Regions from separate parts of the Triticum aestivum genome. Here region 1 is linked to region 2. A link is a contact called in public Hi-C data. All regions are on one chromosome and are shown on one strand. The core of a region is the stretch at or near the end of the contact, and the rest is flanking DNA. Distances in the headings are between cores, read along the strand shown.

What was found. Hi-C and Micro-C count contacts between places; a contact is called where the count stands out from the background.
Region 1: a contact with region 2 is called in a Hi-C map of leaf, with 5 times the contacts expected there. The contact joins the promoter of LOC123145223 here to the promoter of LOC123145220 in region 2. A contact is called at or near these places in 4 of 5 Hi-C or Micro-C datasets (leaf and an unstated tissue).

The regions. Positions count from the first base shown.
Region 1 is chr6D:379,034,688-379,037,590 of IWGSC CS RefSeq v2.1, reverse strand. It overlaps LOC123145223 (protein RADIALIS-like 4), which reads right to left and starts at 1,347. Exons shown (of 2, transcript XM_044564597.1): 1 at 1-1,347.
Region 2 is chr6D:378,486,658-378,489,819 of IWGSC CS RefSeq v2.1, reverse strand. LOC123145220 (transcription factor bHLH137) reads left to right here and starts at 1,738. Exons shown (of 6, transcript XM_044564594.1): 1 at 1,738-2,236; 2 at 2,355-2,555; 3 at 2,644-2,778; 4 at 2,899-3,162. The coding sequence starts at 1,940.

The DNA of each region.
Region 1 (2,903 bases), core at 98-2,597, 550 kb before region 2:
TCGACGACCTCCCCACTGTAACAAAGATATTCAAATATCTAATTGAAAACACACACCAATATATGCCTCTTTGTCTTTCTGTAACACAGGGAAAAGGAGCCATTATTAGGTCAAAAGGATAGGAGCACCTAACTCTTCCATGATATTTCTACTCGATTAATCAGTGATGGTATATGGTTTCAGATGGACAGAAAAGAATGTCATGCAGATGGGATGTACTATTCAACTGTGGTCTGTGGTCTAATAATTTAACACAAAGAAATACCTGTCCCTAGTACCTATCCACTTTGAGAATATGATGGCAGAACTGGACATATTGTACAGTCGTCTCATTGCTAGAAACTGTATTAGAACAGCTGCTTTAATAGTACAAGTTTCATGCAATAAAAATAGATTGGCAAGATCTAGTGTATAATGAAGTGGAATAATTAGATTTGGGATTCTTGACACCCTTTTATAGCTCTCTGTATAGTCCCCTCTTGTATATTCCCCTTCCCTTTGTACATTCTCCCCTCTTCTTCTAACTACCCCTTCGTGTGTTTTTCATGCCGCCTTCAATAAAAAATTACTGTCAGGGCCTCACCTACAGTTTTCGGTTAAAAAATAAAGATTTGGGATTCATGAGATTGGTTGGTGGATTGTTGGAGTTACTACAGTATCCAAACAGCCATTGGTACAGGAACTTTATTTTGTACCAGTCCTCTCGGATAATGGAACAGCAAATTCTTTATGCTCCTTAAAAACTAAACCTATGCCACAGTTGAAAATTAAAGTGTCTGCTGATATTGCAGGTAACTAGTAAACCCATTAAGTATGTTAGTACCATGTCAATATTCTCCTAACAGAAATTGTGACTGGCTTTATACGAATTTCACATCAAAATTTGATTTAACAACTCAGCTCCTAAATCTTAATAGTTGTTTCCGGTAGAACAATCAAGACCATGCACCAGGGCTGCATGTATAATTAAGAAGAATAGAATGCTTCTGGATAATTTAAGCAGTGCCAGTCAATTTCCAGCTTATTTCATAACAAGTCGAAATATAAATGTTCATGCAGAAAAGAGAGCTATGCCTAAGTATATAATATAGTATATGACTTTAACTCAAGGGAAAAATTACGTAAACCAGAGCATATCCCTAACCAAGTTAGTAAGAACTAAAAAGCAAATGACAGTAATTGACAATATTTCTAGTGCAACAGCTTGCCAAATTTTATAATAAATCACATATCATCACTTCCAAAAAGCTATAAGCCATTCTTGTGCCTCTGAAGTTCTTAACAAATTTACGCACAAACTTGATTATTCTGTGAAAGGTTACCAACATTTGGTTGCCGTTTTGTAGAAAGATGCAGTTAAGTTACCTTGCCGTCTTGAGCTTCATTACATTTAGAATAACATTCTCAGACCTGCATTGTTCCAAAACTTGTATCAGAAAAGTGAAGTTCAAAAGGTGCTTCTGGCTTTTTTAAGCTTGCCCCAAGTTGCTTCATCTAATCTTTACTCGACACAAATCTTGGGCATACAAGTGTCAGAACATAGCCTGTCAACCAGCACTTACTACTGAACTTAAGAAAATAACATACAGAGATAGTAAGAATAAAATGATAACTACTAACTACTTATAATAGTATTCATTGGAAGAAGCATTAATTTTCTCTTGCCTTCTGATGTTCTCTGTTGGCTATTTACATTTAGAAAGATGCCGCAAGCCTCCAAAGGCAGACATTGGAAGCTTTTAACAAGAGAGATTTATGAGGAAGGAAAAGGTCAACTGGTTCAAAAGTAGATTATCCCATGAAGGTACGGAACACCACTGCGCCTATGCATAAGTCACGTCAGCAAATGCTAAAGGTTTTTGTGTGTATGCGGATCTTTCATGTGATTTGGTTCGAGTTCTCATCATCCCAAGGTGTGGACAGGTGGATTTGAGATGATGGAAAAGGCCCCCACCAGGCTAGTAGCTAGGATTCACATCCAAGTGGGATACACCTCTTTACTATCTCTTCTCGACGAATTTAAATTTGGTACTAAACAAAATTAGACCCAAATATCAACTTGAACCTTTATTATGTCACACCCTTACCTCGATACCCTCTTTTCAGTCTTCAAAGGAAGGTATTTGCTTCAATTATTTTCCCTTTCTATGAAAGGGGGAGAGAATCATAACATTCTTCGAATCTATATCTATATCTAAATGGAATTTATGTTGACCAACAGAATTACGACTCACTACACCTGTCAGCCTGCCATGATATGTGATGGACGGAGAAACAAACAGTCAAAGTTTATGCTGAAGCGCACCAAATTCCACAGTCGCATAAATGGAGGTGTCGCATCACAGGAATGACCACGGATCAAGATAGAGGTCCAAACTATGCCCTTAGGAATGCAAAAGGTAGGGTTTATGTAAATATCTTATAATCTTGTCAGACCGAATAGCATACCCTCTGTTGATAAATATAGGATGTATTTTTACCATGCAGAATTGATCTTTAACCAGCTGTTAGTCCAACAATACGTGAGTTGTGCCACACAGAATTTAGACTTTAATTCGTATTGAAAAATAACTTTCCTGTGATTATGATTTTGGAATTATGAGCAATGTATTGTATGAGAAATTTGTGGTCAAAGATCAATTTTTAAGAGTCCAACAGAGGGAGCATATGCCGATGTCTTAATCTTCGGACACTCGCCAAAGAATGTAATAGGTGATTTCTCTAAAAACAAACATGGATCTAGTGATGGTGATGTCATAAGAATAAAACAATCATCAAATATAGCATCTGAGATGTTGGATTCTAAAACATGTGAACTTGTTAAAAAGTAGGGAATCTCACAGGAAAAGGTACCTGATAATGGATGTGTGGCGTAGGAGCTAAAGAATGATTCCTTGATAAGA
Region 2 (3,162 bases), core at 489-2,988:
TGAAAAAAAGAAACACTCAAATCAGGCTTTCGACCCGATTTATATATAAAGCAACGAACTAAAGTACACGAAAATCGACAAAAATCACTACACTGTCGCAGGTCTCATCCATCATCATCGTCAGTACTGGTATCAGAAGAGGACTGATGGTGCCAGAGGAATTAAGCCGACGTGCACGTATACTGATCATCGTATTAGCGACAACGCAAAGCACAATTTCCGACAGTAATGGCCAAAGGGTTGTTATCATTAATCCGGCGATCTCGCCGTCTTAATGCAGTGTACACGTGGCGGATGTGCGGTGGTGGGGGCCGGTGTGCGAGTGAGTGCACGCAGAGAGGAGAGGATAGAGCTGTCCATGCGGTTATTGCAGCAGCTGTCACCGCGCCAGTCGTCCTTTTGTAGCCTCCGTCAAAACTCAGAGAGCAGCCCTCTTGTTTCACTGCATGCACAAAGGGGTCCTTCATTTCTTAGCTGTTCATTTTCACTGGGTAGTCTCATATGCCCGGCCTGTTTCTGTTAATTTCACCGTTCGGTTACCTGTTTTTTTTTCTCCTCATTTTGTGATCATAGCTTCTAGGTCAATTATACGATAAGTTCAGCGCATCACAACACAATTCAACAACCACGGTAAAATTATGGAAGTGAATGATTTAGGCACATATTATTAGCAAGTCATGTTAATACTGAGAAACACACTATCATTTCTTCGGACAATAGACTTACCTCCCAGCTTATATTGAAAACCTGAGAAATAATACCATGATGTACTTCTCATTCAAGATCCCGTTTGAGATCGAGACTCGGATTTCCCCTGTTTACCGTGGAGACCAAGATATTTTCATGTGAAGGCGTGCGGCCTCGGGGTCGGTGTGGATGCCAGAGTGGCGGCTTGTGAGAGCGGATTTGTGTTCCTGGGTGTCGGAGTTTGGTCACTTGGGTGGCAGATATGTCAACTCATCGGGTACGTGGCCTAGGGCCCAATTTGGAAGCCGGAACCGCCACGGCTTCGGAGAGCGTCTGTGTTGTAGGGTGTCGATTCTGGTAACATGGGTTGCAGAATCGTTGGCTCGTCTGGTATGCAACCTCGGGGCCGGTGTGTGTTGTTGAGGTTTGTAAGCTGGAGGCCTGGAGCGGCAACCCGGGTCGTATTGTAGGGTGTTGACTATGGTCTCTTGGGTGACAAGGTCATCGGCTCGCTTGAGGTGCAGCATCGCCCCGAGAGCTGAACCAAAGTCGGCCGTTTCGAGACCATGGAGCTTTGGCTGGTGTGTGTCTCTGTGTAACACGGTTGTATCGGTTTTCGGTCAGTTTTTCTTGTTAACTTGTCAATTTTTCTTCTTCTATATGAAGAGGCAAAGCTACTATTGATTGCTCGAGAAAAAAAAAGTTTCGTATACCCATTTCTGATCAATGGCTATCGTTCACACATCATAACCGGTCTCCTAGCCTCACCGGTCGACAGCGCAGCAGCCTTACAAATTAAGGCAGATGTGGGAACGAGCCACTTACCAATTTGCAGACAAATGGAGGGGCCTGAGCGGGACTTGCTAGCCACTGCACTGCATGCATCTGCCAGCTGAAACACAGGGCCCCGGCCCTCCTTTACCCAGCCCTGCCCTACCTCACATGATCACACCTAAAGGAAAGGGCCCAATCCAATCCAATCTCGCAGGAAAAGTACGATTACTTCCTACACAGCCACCTATCATTCCCTCTATATATATGGATTAGGAAAAATTCCGGGGAGCACAAAAGAGGGCCGGGGAGGGAGACAGGGACACGCAAGCTTCAGGCACAAGCCCTACGCCGCCTCGCCTCGCCTCGCCTCACCTCGTTGCTTGTCTTCGAAGATCCGTAGTTAGTTGCACTGCACCAAGAAGAATCAACCAAAGCTTCGCCCCGACTTAATCGATCGATCTTGGCGCGGCGCTGATTAATGGCGCACTGCGGCGGCGGTCCGGGTCCGGCGGCGCCGCGGGAGGCGTCATCCGTGGAGAGCCATTTCCAGGGCCTGCTCGACGACGACGACAAGTACCGCGCATTGTGCGGCGCGTTCGGGTACCTGCAGCAGCAGGAGTGGCCGGACCTCAGCGGCGCGTGCTACGCGGCCTTCGGCGCGCCACCGCCGCCGGGCACCAGCAACGGCGCCGGCAACTCCTTCTCCTGCAGCGGTAGCGCCAGCAGCGGCGGCGGCTCCACTAAGAGAAAACCTGACGCGTATGTAGACGCAAAGGTGAGTCGGACGATGTTCTTGTACATGCGCTGCGAGCCTCTGTCTCTGCGTGAGCCTCGAGCTGCGCTCTGCTTATTATTGGTGTGCCAGTCTTTGACTGACAAAAAAGCTTTGCCAGGACGACTGCAAGAGGCCGAGAGGGAAGCAGCAGCTGTGCGATCCTGACGAGGCTGGAGCGGCGGCGAAAGGGAGGCCGGAGAAAGCCAAGGCGTGCGCCAGGAAGAAGCCGGAGCCGGCGGCCGCCGGCCAGAAGACCGACTACATCCACGTCCGAGCCCGCCGCGGGCAGGCCACGGACAGCCACAGCCTCGCCGAACGGGTATGTATTGATACTCCTAGTCTCCTAGAAAGAACAATTAATCTTGTGTATATATGTGCACAATTTGATCCTGATGCGCATGATGCAGGTGAGGCGGGAGCGGATCAGCGAGCGGATGAGGTACCTGCAGGAGCTGGTGCCCGGCTGCGACAAGGTCACCGGCAAGGCCGGCATGCTCGACGAGATCATCAACTACGTCCAGTCCCTGCAGAAGCAGGTCGAGGTACGCACGACGCATCAACCAGACCAAACCAGCTTGAATCTACTGTATTTCTCTCGGTGTCCGTTCATCGGAGATCACGCTGCATGCTTCTTACCGTTGGACATGGCTGCACGCACGCAGTTCCTGTCCATGAAGATCGCCGCCTCCAACCCGGTGGTGAACTTCAACATCGTCGACGACCTCTTCGGCGGCAGGCGGATGAACCAGGCGTGCGGCCCCTCCATGACGACGCTGCCGATGCACCAGGGGCAGCTGGACCCGTCCTGCCTTCAGATGAGCAGCGCTACCATGCAGCAGATGCAACAACCGGCTGCCGGGTTCGGGCAGGACATGCTCGTCAACAACCCGTACCCGGCGGCGCAGAGCGCGCCCCCATCGGCGGCT